2 separate regions of the Mus musculus genome follow, and region 1 is linked to region 2. A link is a contact called in public Hi-C data. All regions are on one chromosome and are shown on one strand. The core of a region is the stretch at or near the end of the contact, and the rest is flanking DNA. Distances in the headings are between cores, read along the strand shown.

Region 1 (3,833 bases), core at 160-2,659, 1.0 Mb after region 2:
ACACTCTCACTTCTTGGCCCTGGCATCCCCCTGTACTGAGGCATATAAAGTTTGCAAGATTAATGGGCCTCTCTTTCCACTGATGGCCAACTAGGCCATTTTCTCCTACATATGCAGCTAGAGACACGAGCTCTTGGGGTACTGGTCAGTTCACATTGTTGTTCCACCTATAGGGTTGCAGACCCCTTTAGCTCCTTGGCTACTTTCTCTAGCTCCTCCATTGGGGGCCCTGTGTTCCATCCAATAGCTGACTGTGAGCATCCACTTCTGTGTTTGCTAGGCCCCGGCTTAGCCTCACAAGAGACCCAAGATACAAGATACAATTTGCAAAACACATGAAACTCAAGAAGAACGAAGACCAAAGTGTGGACACTTTGTCCCTTCTTAGAAATGGGAACAAAACACCCATGGAAAGAGTTACAGAGACAAATTTTGGAGCTGAGACGAAAGGATGGACCATCTAGAGACTGCCATATCCATCCCATAATCATCCTCCAAATGCTGACACCATTGCATACACTAGCAAGATTTTGCTGAAAGGACCCTGATACAGCTGTGCCTTTCTGGGTGACTCCATAGCATCCATCTGTAACTACTTCATAATAACTTGTCTTATCTAAATTGCTTTTTATCATATTTACACTTAATTTGTGTGTATGTCTGCATATACTCCATGTATGTAGGCTCACCAAAAAATATCCCAGGTGCTTGTCTGAAACTGGAGTTATAGACGGTTGTTAGCAGCCATGTGGGTGATAGAAACTGAACACGGGGTCATCTGTACAAGCAGTAAATACTCATAACAGCTGAACTATGTCTTCAGCCATGAATCTTGTATTTTACTGTTGTCCTGAGTCCCTTTTTTCCACCCAGGACCTCTCTCAAGGTTTTGGACTGTCCAGGTAACTCGTCCTTCAGCAGAATGTATCAGTTTCTGTACAGAAGAAATACTCACTACATTCCCTGGATGAAACACATCTCTCCTATTGATGGGATGATTGATATTTTCAGAGAACTGAGGTCACTTAGCCTGCTTCTCATAAAAACATTCAAATCTCAAAGTCTACAACTTTTGAGTAAAATTTTTGATATTATAAATGATGTGGCTGGCCACTGTCTGAGACTCTATTTGTTCCTATTTTATTTGTTTTTCATAGCAACTGAGAACAAAACAACAGAGACCAAGAATTGAAACTTTGTAAGTCTAAACCCTTATGCAGACCTAGGACAGGAAGGGCCAAACCTCAAGTTCACACCCAGCTTGTGGGTATAAGAGAGCTAAGTAAGAGACGCAAGGCAGTTAGGGCAGTTACAAGAACTCATTTTCCAAGACACATCTGAAAGAAAATGTATGGTGCTGCATCTCACTCAAGTCCAGAGGCCTTCAAGAGGGGGGAGCAGCTAACCAACTCTGACTCATGCCAGGGAATCAAGGCTAGGAGGGCAAAGGACAAGGCCTGGCCTGGGACTCCATGGATACTTGCCATAATTGAAGTTACAAAATATAAGTTGCTTTTATGTTATTTCATTTTAGGGTTGCTGCGGATTCTGCATAAGGCCTTATGTATACGAGGTATGCCTAGTGTCCTTATGTGTTCTTTATGCATGGAACCCTAACCAAGATTCGACTAGAACAAGGCTAAAGGGAGGACATAAGCTGGAGCTGAGGCCCTGCACTGCTGAACAACTGGAGCTGTCATCAGGCCGCGCTGTGTGATGTGTGGGGCTTTGTTGAAAATTACAAGCAGATTGTCATGTTCAAAAACTGCTAAAAATTTCAAGAAGATACAAAATAGCATCTTAATCATCACAATGAAATCCTCATGATTGGAGGAATTTTACTCAAAGTAAAGAACTAAATGCCAACACCCTGGAGTTTTCAGGATCGTGCCTTGAAACAAAATGAAAATATCTTATAAACGTGCCTAAACAAATCCTCCTTGCCCACTGTCATAGTTATAGCTAATTTTATTTATTTACTCAGACTTCCCAGGGTGACCACACGCATCTGCACAGTCTATCACGGTGCAAGCCCACGCTTGTGAATGGATGTTGAAAGACACTTTCATGAACCTAAAAGACAATGACGTTAAGGTGAACTTGTTGCTTAATTGAACAATATTCCAGAATCACATTTTAATAAGTTATCATGTAACAGTCTTGATGGAAATAAACAATATAATAATGTGTGCATTAATTTTTAAATGTTTATGGCTGTTATTTCATTTACAAATGAGTAAGGTCTCTGTGAATACAAATCTTTTTTTTTCATTTTTTATTAGATATTTTCTTCATTTACAAATCTTGATCAAACTAGCAAACTCTGCACCAACCACCCAAAGTATCTGCAATATAAAGACAAGCTACATGCTTTTACTCCCCTCTTGTGGTCTTGATTTGTCAGTGCAATGTCCCAGATAGCAAAAACATTTCAAGTCCTCAGCAGGCTATTTGATGATAATGGGAATTTAGAATAATATTCTAAATAATTTTAAATAATTAAGAAAATATTCTAACATATTTTTCAATAATAAACTTATGAGTTGTGTCATGGACCCCATGGAGTTAATTTAAATATTTCCTCTTGTGCTGTTTTGCCATGAAGATTGCCCAGAGAAACGTGTAGATGTTTTCACACCTGCACAAAATAGTCCAAATTGTCAATACTGTAAGTCAGCTAGTGACCTGGAATAAAGATGACTTGCTGGTGAATTAGCATCATCTTCTCAATTAAGTTCTCCATAAAAGAATTCTGGACTAAGTTTCCATCCTTTGTAATAAAGTCCCTCTTTGTCCTAACAGGAGAACATGTGGGATGCTGGACACACACTAGGTTAAGGATTTGCTACTCTGCATGGCTGTACTAGTATGTTGCCAGATGTTTCTTTTCATTCTTGCCATGACCAGAGACTCAATGGAGTCTCACTACCTGCCCTGCTCTCTCACCTCAGCCCCCTGCTCAAAAGATGCCTGCAGACTCTGCTCTTGGGACACTGATATTTCAACATGATCTGGTCTGAGAATTACAGGACAGCTGGCTCTCATTGACCTTCTTTTAAAAAATCTAAGGAAGCATAGAGCTTCCAGATGTTTTCACACAGGAGACAGCTCATGCTGACACAGGGCACCAGGATGTGAAAGAATACCTGACATTGTATATGAGCTCCTTCTTTGTTGTTGTTGTTGTTATTATTATTATTATTATTATTATTATTATTATTATTTTAAATAGTTCTGGGGGCCCAAATGCATACATCTGTTGAGGGCCTTTGATCTTCACTTTCCTGTGGAAAAAGATAAAGAGGCAAGAAATTATGTGTAGTAGGGACAGGAAGGGGGCTGCTGAACCCCCTTTTGATCAGGACCCTTCTCTGATAATAACTAACTTACTCTGATAATACTGTCATTAGTTCATTCAAAGGGCAGCTTTCTCATGTCACTTTTGAAAGGTGCCCCCCACTATACTTGTGTTTTGGGTTACTTAGCACATGAGGTTTAGAGACACATCCAAGCCATATTACAAAGTGTTATCTCCAGACCCATATTGCTCAAGCACTACCTGAGTTAGACTGTTCTGGAAGCCCCATTACCACTACACTTTCCCGGTCACTTCCAAAGGTTCTTGCTGACTCAGTGGGTCCAGATGAATTCTGACCTGCACATTTCCACAGGCTGACAGATGTGTTGCAGACAATCTCCCTAGAATCACCTTTACAAACCATTACCCTAAACTCTCTCTCCTCGTGACTCACAGCGAGGCCTATGAAAAGTATAATGACGCTTTGTTTCCTGTCAAGGTAAACCTTAGAATCATGGCATCTCCATCCACCAAG
Region 2 (3,843 bases), core at 1,327-3,826:
ACGGCTTCTATTTTAGATATTTATTCTTTGTTTCTTTCTAGGACATATTCGTGATTTCATGGCAGCAGTGGTTTGTATAATATGTAGTGTCTTTGGACAATAAAGCCAGTTTAAAAATAACACAGGGAAACCTTGTATGCACATAAAACTAGATAGTTATTTGATAAGGCATTTACTTTGTTGGCACACATGAGCTCTCTCTGCTGGTGAGTCACATCCGAACAGAAGAAAATATTAAGGAGTTATTATTATGTTATTATTGGCCTGTGTATGTAACATGTATGTGGACACCTGTGGAGGTCATTGGCTCCCTTGCAGCTGGAGTCACAGATGGCTGTGAGCTGCCTGCTGTGTGGGCTTGGAACTGAACTCCGGTCCTCTGGAAAAGCAGTAAGGGCACTTACCTGCTGAACATCTTCCCAGCCACCAGCAAATGTTTTCAAAGGATTAATGTGTCTGGTCACTTATTGCGTTGTAGTGTTTCTGCTGTGTACAGTTGCTTGCTACCCTTTCCTCTCTGCTCTCTAACTCCCTCGCAGCCAGAAGGGCGTGCTTCCTGATAGTTCAGCAGACATAGTAGCCTAGCCAGTGCTTTCACTCCCTTGGCCTCCCGTCATATTGGAATGGTAGCTATGATTTATGCTGTTGTTTATCCAGGCTGCTAGTCAACACACTGGCAAGCACGTTTTCATTCCAGAAGTTAACATTGGCCGAATCGGGATTTTGGATAATTATAACTTTACAAATCATATTGTTGTGGATATTAAAAAGAATGTAGAAGTTTGTAAGTCCCCTCACCCTCGACCCACCTTTAACCCTAAACTTATGGCCACTCTGGCTTCTCCCTCTCATCTCCCCCAACTGCCCTCTCTTCCAGAGATCATAGAATTTACTTTTATTTTACTTTGTGAAATGTAGATAATTTCTTACTGGAAATAAAGTATCTTAAGAAAAAAACAGATCACTTCCTTGAGATGTAATTCATATGCTATATAATTAACCCATGCATAAAATCAGCCCAAAGATGTTTGTGTGTTCATAGTTATAAAGCCATCTGTTGGTGATAAATCGTTTCCTAAGAAGACACAACACTCACCCCAGATAGGGACCCCACCCCAAATCCAACTTGATGAACAAGCGAGCTTTTTTTTTTTTTGGTTACTTACAGGAATATGGGTGAGGGGTTACTTACTGGAGCAGAATTGACTCACAGATTGTTGCATCACCAAGGCCCACCCCAGCCTGGGTGACAGCTCACAAAAGCTGGGAGCCTAGAGCACACTGTATAGCCTGCAGGCAGTGGAGCAGCTTCGAGAGTGTCTTTCGCAAGTAACTCTGCTCTAAGCCACTCCCAGGCAGCTCAGCTGGTTTCAAGAATCTTCTTTGCAGATTGACATCTTTGAATCTTTGCAGTTCTGTTCCCCCTTTCCAGAGACTCAACCTGTGGGTTACAACCCCTTTGGGGTTGAAATGGCCCTTTCACAGGAACCACCTAAGAGCATCAGAAAACACAGATGTACAGTTCATAACAGTAGCAAAATTACAGTTATAAAATAGCAATGAAAATAATTTTGTGGTGGGGTGTGTGTGGCTGCAAAATGAGGAGAGCTGTATTAAAGGGTCACAGCACCGGGGAAGTTTCGAACCTTCTTGCGAACCTTCTCGCTTAGTCTCAGAGGGTCTCTCCCTTTATTGCCTGCTCTGGCAGGCAAGGACTTTCTGCTTAAGTAGCTTCCCTGCAGGATGGGATGTTTCAGTCTTGGAGGAAACATTTGTATCACCATCAACCCCATTTTAGAACATTTTCACCACTTGTAAAACCCCATATTCATTAACATCACTAGTTTACTTTTGTATAGATTTTCTTATTTTGGACATCATAAGCCATATAATATATAGGTCTACCAAACTAGCATTTTTTCACTTAGTATTTTCGATCGTTCCTCCATGCTATGGCAGGTCTCATAAGCAAAGCATTCCCTGTATATGTCATCACTATTGCTGCATCGTAGGCACACACCACATTTCGGTCACTCAGCAGTTGATGCTTAGATTTACTTCTTGTCATTTGGAGTCCCGATGCACTCCGTGTGCATGTGTATACAGTCTTCGTGTAGATACGTGTATGCTATCTCTCTGTGCATAGCTGGCTGTAAGGTAGTGGGGTTACATTGTGTTTCCATGTTTAACTTTTTGAGGGGTGGCCAGACGTCTCTTTTTTCTTCAGTGTCACCTTCTCGTCAGCCGTCCAAATGGATCCCCCTCCTCCCACATCTTGGCCAATGCTTGTGACTGTGTTTTCCTTGTGGTCATCATAGTTTTGGGTCACTGTGCTTTTGCTTTGCAGGTTTTTTTTTTCTTCTCCTTAGCTTCTGATGTTGAGCACCTCTGAATGTGCCTTTTGCCTATTTGTTTATCCTCATTGGAGAAGAATGCATTCGAGTCTCCCCAAACCTAATCTTAAAGCTAGATGTCTTCTACATATTGAGTTGTAATGATTCTTTATGAGTTCTAGACAGAAGCCCTTTCTTGGGGATGTGGTTTTCCTAATCTCTCACCATCGGTTGGTTATCTTTTACAGGTGGTATTAATCAAGGAAGTGTGTTAACGTGAAATAGAATGGTGGTGGACGAGCCTTCAGTGTTTCTTACATAGTGTTTAGAAATGGAGTGTGCAGCTCATACACGCTGCAGCTGAATTTTCTCAGTCAGCCAGCTGCTAAGTCTGCCTGATGGCCCCCTGAAGGCTTGAGTGATGCCCCCAAGTAAGGAGGCTCTCACCTCTGACCAGAGTGCTGTAGCAACCTGATTACCTTCAGCATGTGCTCCTTTGTCCCTGGTTACAATTGCGTTTTGTTTCTTAGCCGCTCTCATTCCTTTCACATAGTTTCCAACTGCTTTTGTAAAAGGAAAGATTGTGTCCAGGAGAGCTAGCTATCATAGAACTAAAGGGTATTTACCCACACGTTTACAGGCGAGTTTCTTCACAAAGAATGCAAACTGCATGGATAGGAGATACTGGTTGCTCGTTTAGAGGACCCAGGTTTGATTTGAAGCATCCACATGGTGGCTCACAATCATCTTTAATTCCAGGACCATCAGATCTGATACTCTCTTCTGGTGTCATGGGCACAAGACATGTACGTGGTATATATACAGGCAAAACACCCACATACAAAGAAAGTAAATTATAGTGTTTGCATGGATGTTTGATAGCACAATAATGTTTCTAGTTAGAACAATGTTAAGGCCTTTAGTCTTTTTTTTTTTTTTCCTTCTGTAGTGATGTTACAAACCCCTTATGTAGTGATGACGTTGTTAAGTTCCTGCTAAGAACCGAAAGGCAGAATCAGTAGGTAGGGACTCGATTTCTATTTTGAAAGGACTTCATGATGTGTTGGTTGAAGTCAATACTTAATTTTACGGAAATAAAGCAGATTGAGGCGGTAACACTCAGAGATGGGTGAACCATCCCCACCAGGTGGAGGCCCAGGATGCAGAGGCCAGAGTAGTGTGACATCTCATATGGTCCCAGAAACATTTCTGCTCAGGTAAGCAGAACACAGCTTTCCAGACAAGCACAGCCTCCAAGCACCAGAGCAGCTCGAGTAGTGCAGTGCAGTGCCATGCACACTAGCAGGCAGCATTTGAGACGCGTGTCGTTTCTGTGTAAGAAGCTTGGTCTTCATTCCTTAGGGCCAATGGATCCATTGAAAGCCTTTGAGCCTCGAAACCAGACTTGACCGCTTCCATGAACGTTGTACCAGGCATTATGATATCAGTTGGGTGTTACCTTAGCTGAGTGGGGGGGGGGGGGTCAAGGTCTGATATCAGAAGCAGCACA

Evidence for each region. Hi-C and Micro-C count contacts between places; a contact is called where the count stands out from the background.
Region 1: a contact with region 2 is called in a Hi-C map of CD8 central memory T cells, with 4 times the contacts expected there. The contact joins two enhancer-like sites. A contact is called at or near these places in 4 of 15 datasets of contacts at CTCF or cohesin (the NIH/3T3 cell line, large pre-B cells, pro-B cells and 1 more), 60 of 484 Hi-C or Micro-C datasets (the 3T3-L1 cell line, the AML12 cell line, B cells and 37 more) and 4 of 115 datasets of contacts at active chromatin or transcription factors (astrocytes, bone marrow-derived dendritic cells, embryonic stem cells and 1 more).

The regions. Positions count from the first base shown.
Region 1 is chr3:60,110,077-60,113,909 of GRCm38.p6, forward strand. No RefSeq gene overlaps it. Among named protein-coding and RNA genes, the nearest start is that of Gm24382, 16 kb to the right of the region's middle. Within about 2 kb of position 1,410, at least 20 of the 459 cell types and tissues checked have an H3K27ac peak or open chromatin away from gene starts, as enhancers often do. A contact at or near this core is called in CD8 central memory T cells, where this site is marked.
Region 2 is chr3:59,059,730-59,063,572 of GRCm38.p6, forward strand. The region is part of intron 4 of Med12l (mediator complex subunit 12-like); the gene reads left to right. Among named protein-coding and RNA genes, the nearest start is that of Gpr171, 40 kb to the right of the region's middle. Within about 2 kb of position 2,577, at least 5 of the 459 cell types and tissues checked have an H3K27ac peak or open chromatin away from gene starts, as enhancers often do. A contact at or near this core is called in CD8 central memory T cells, where this site is marked.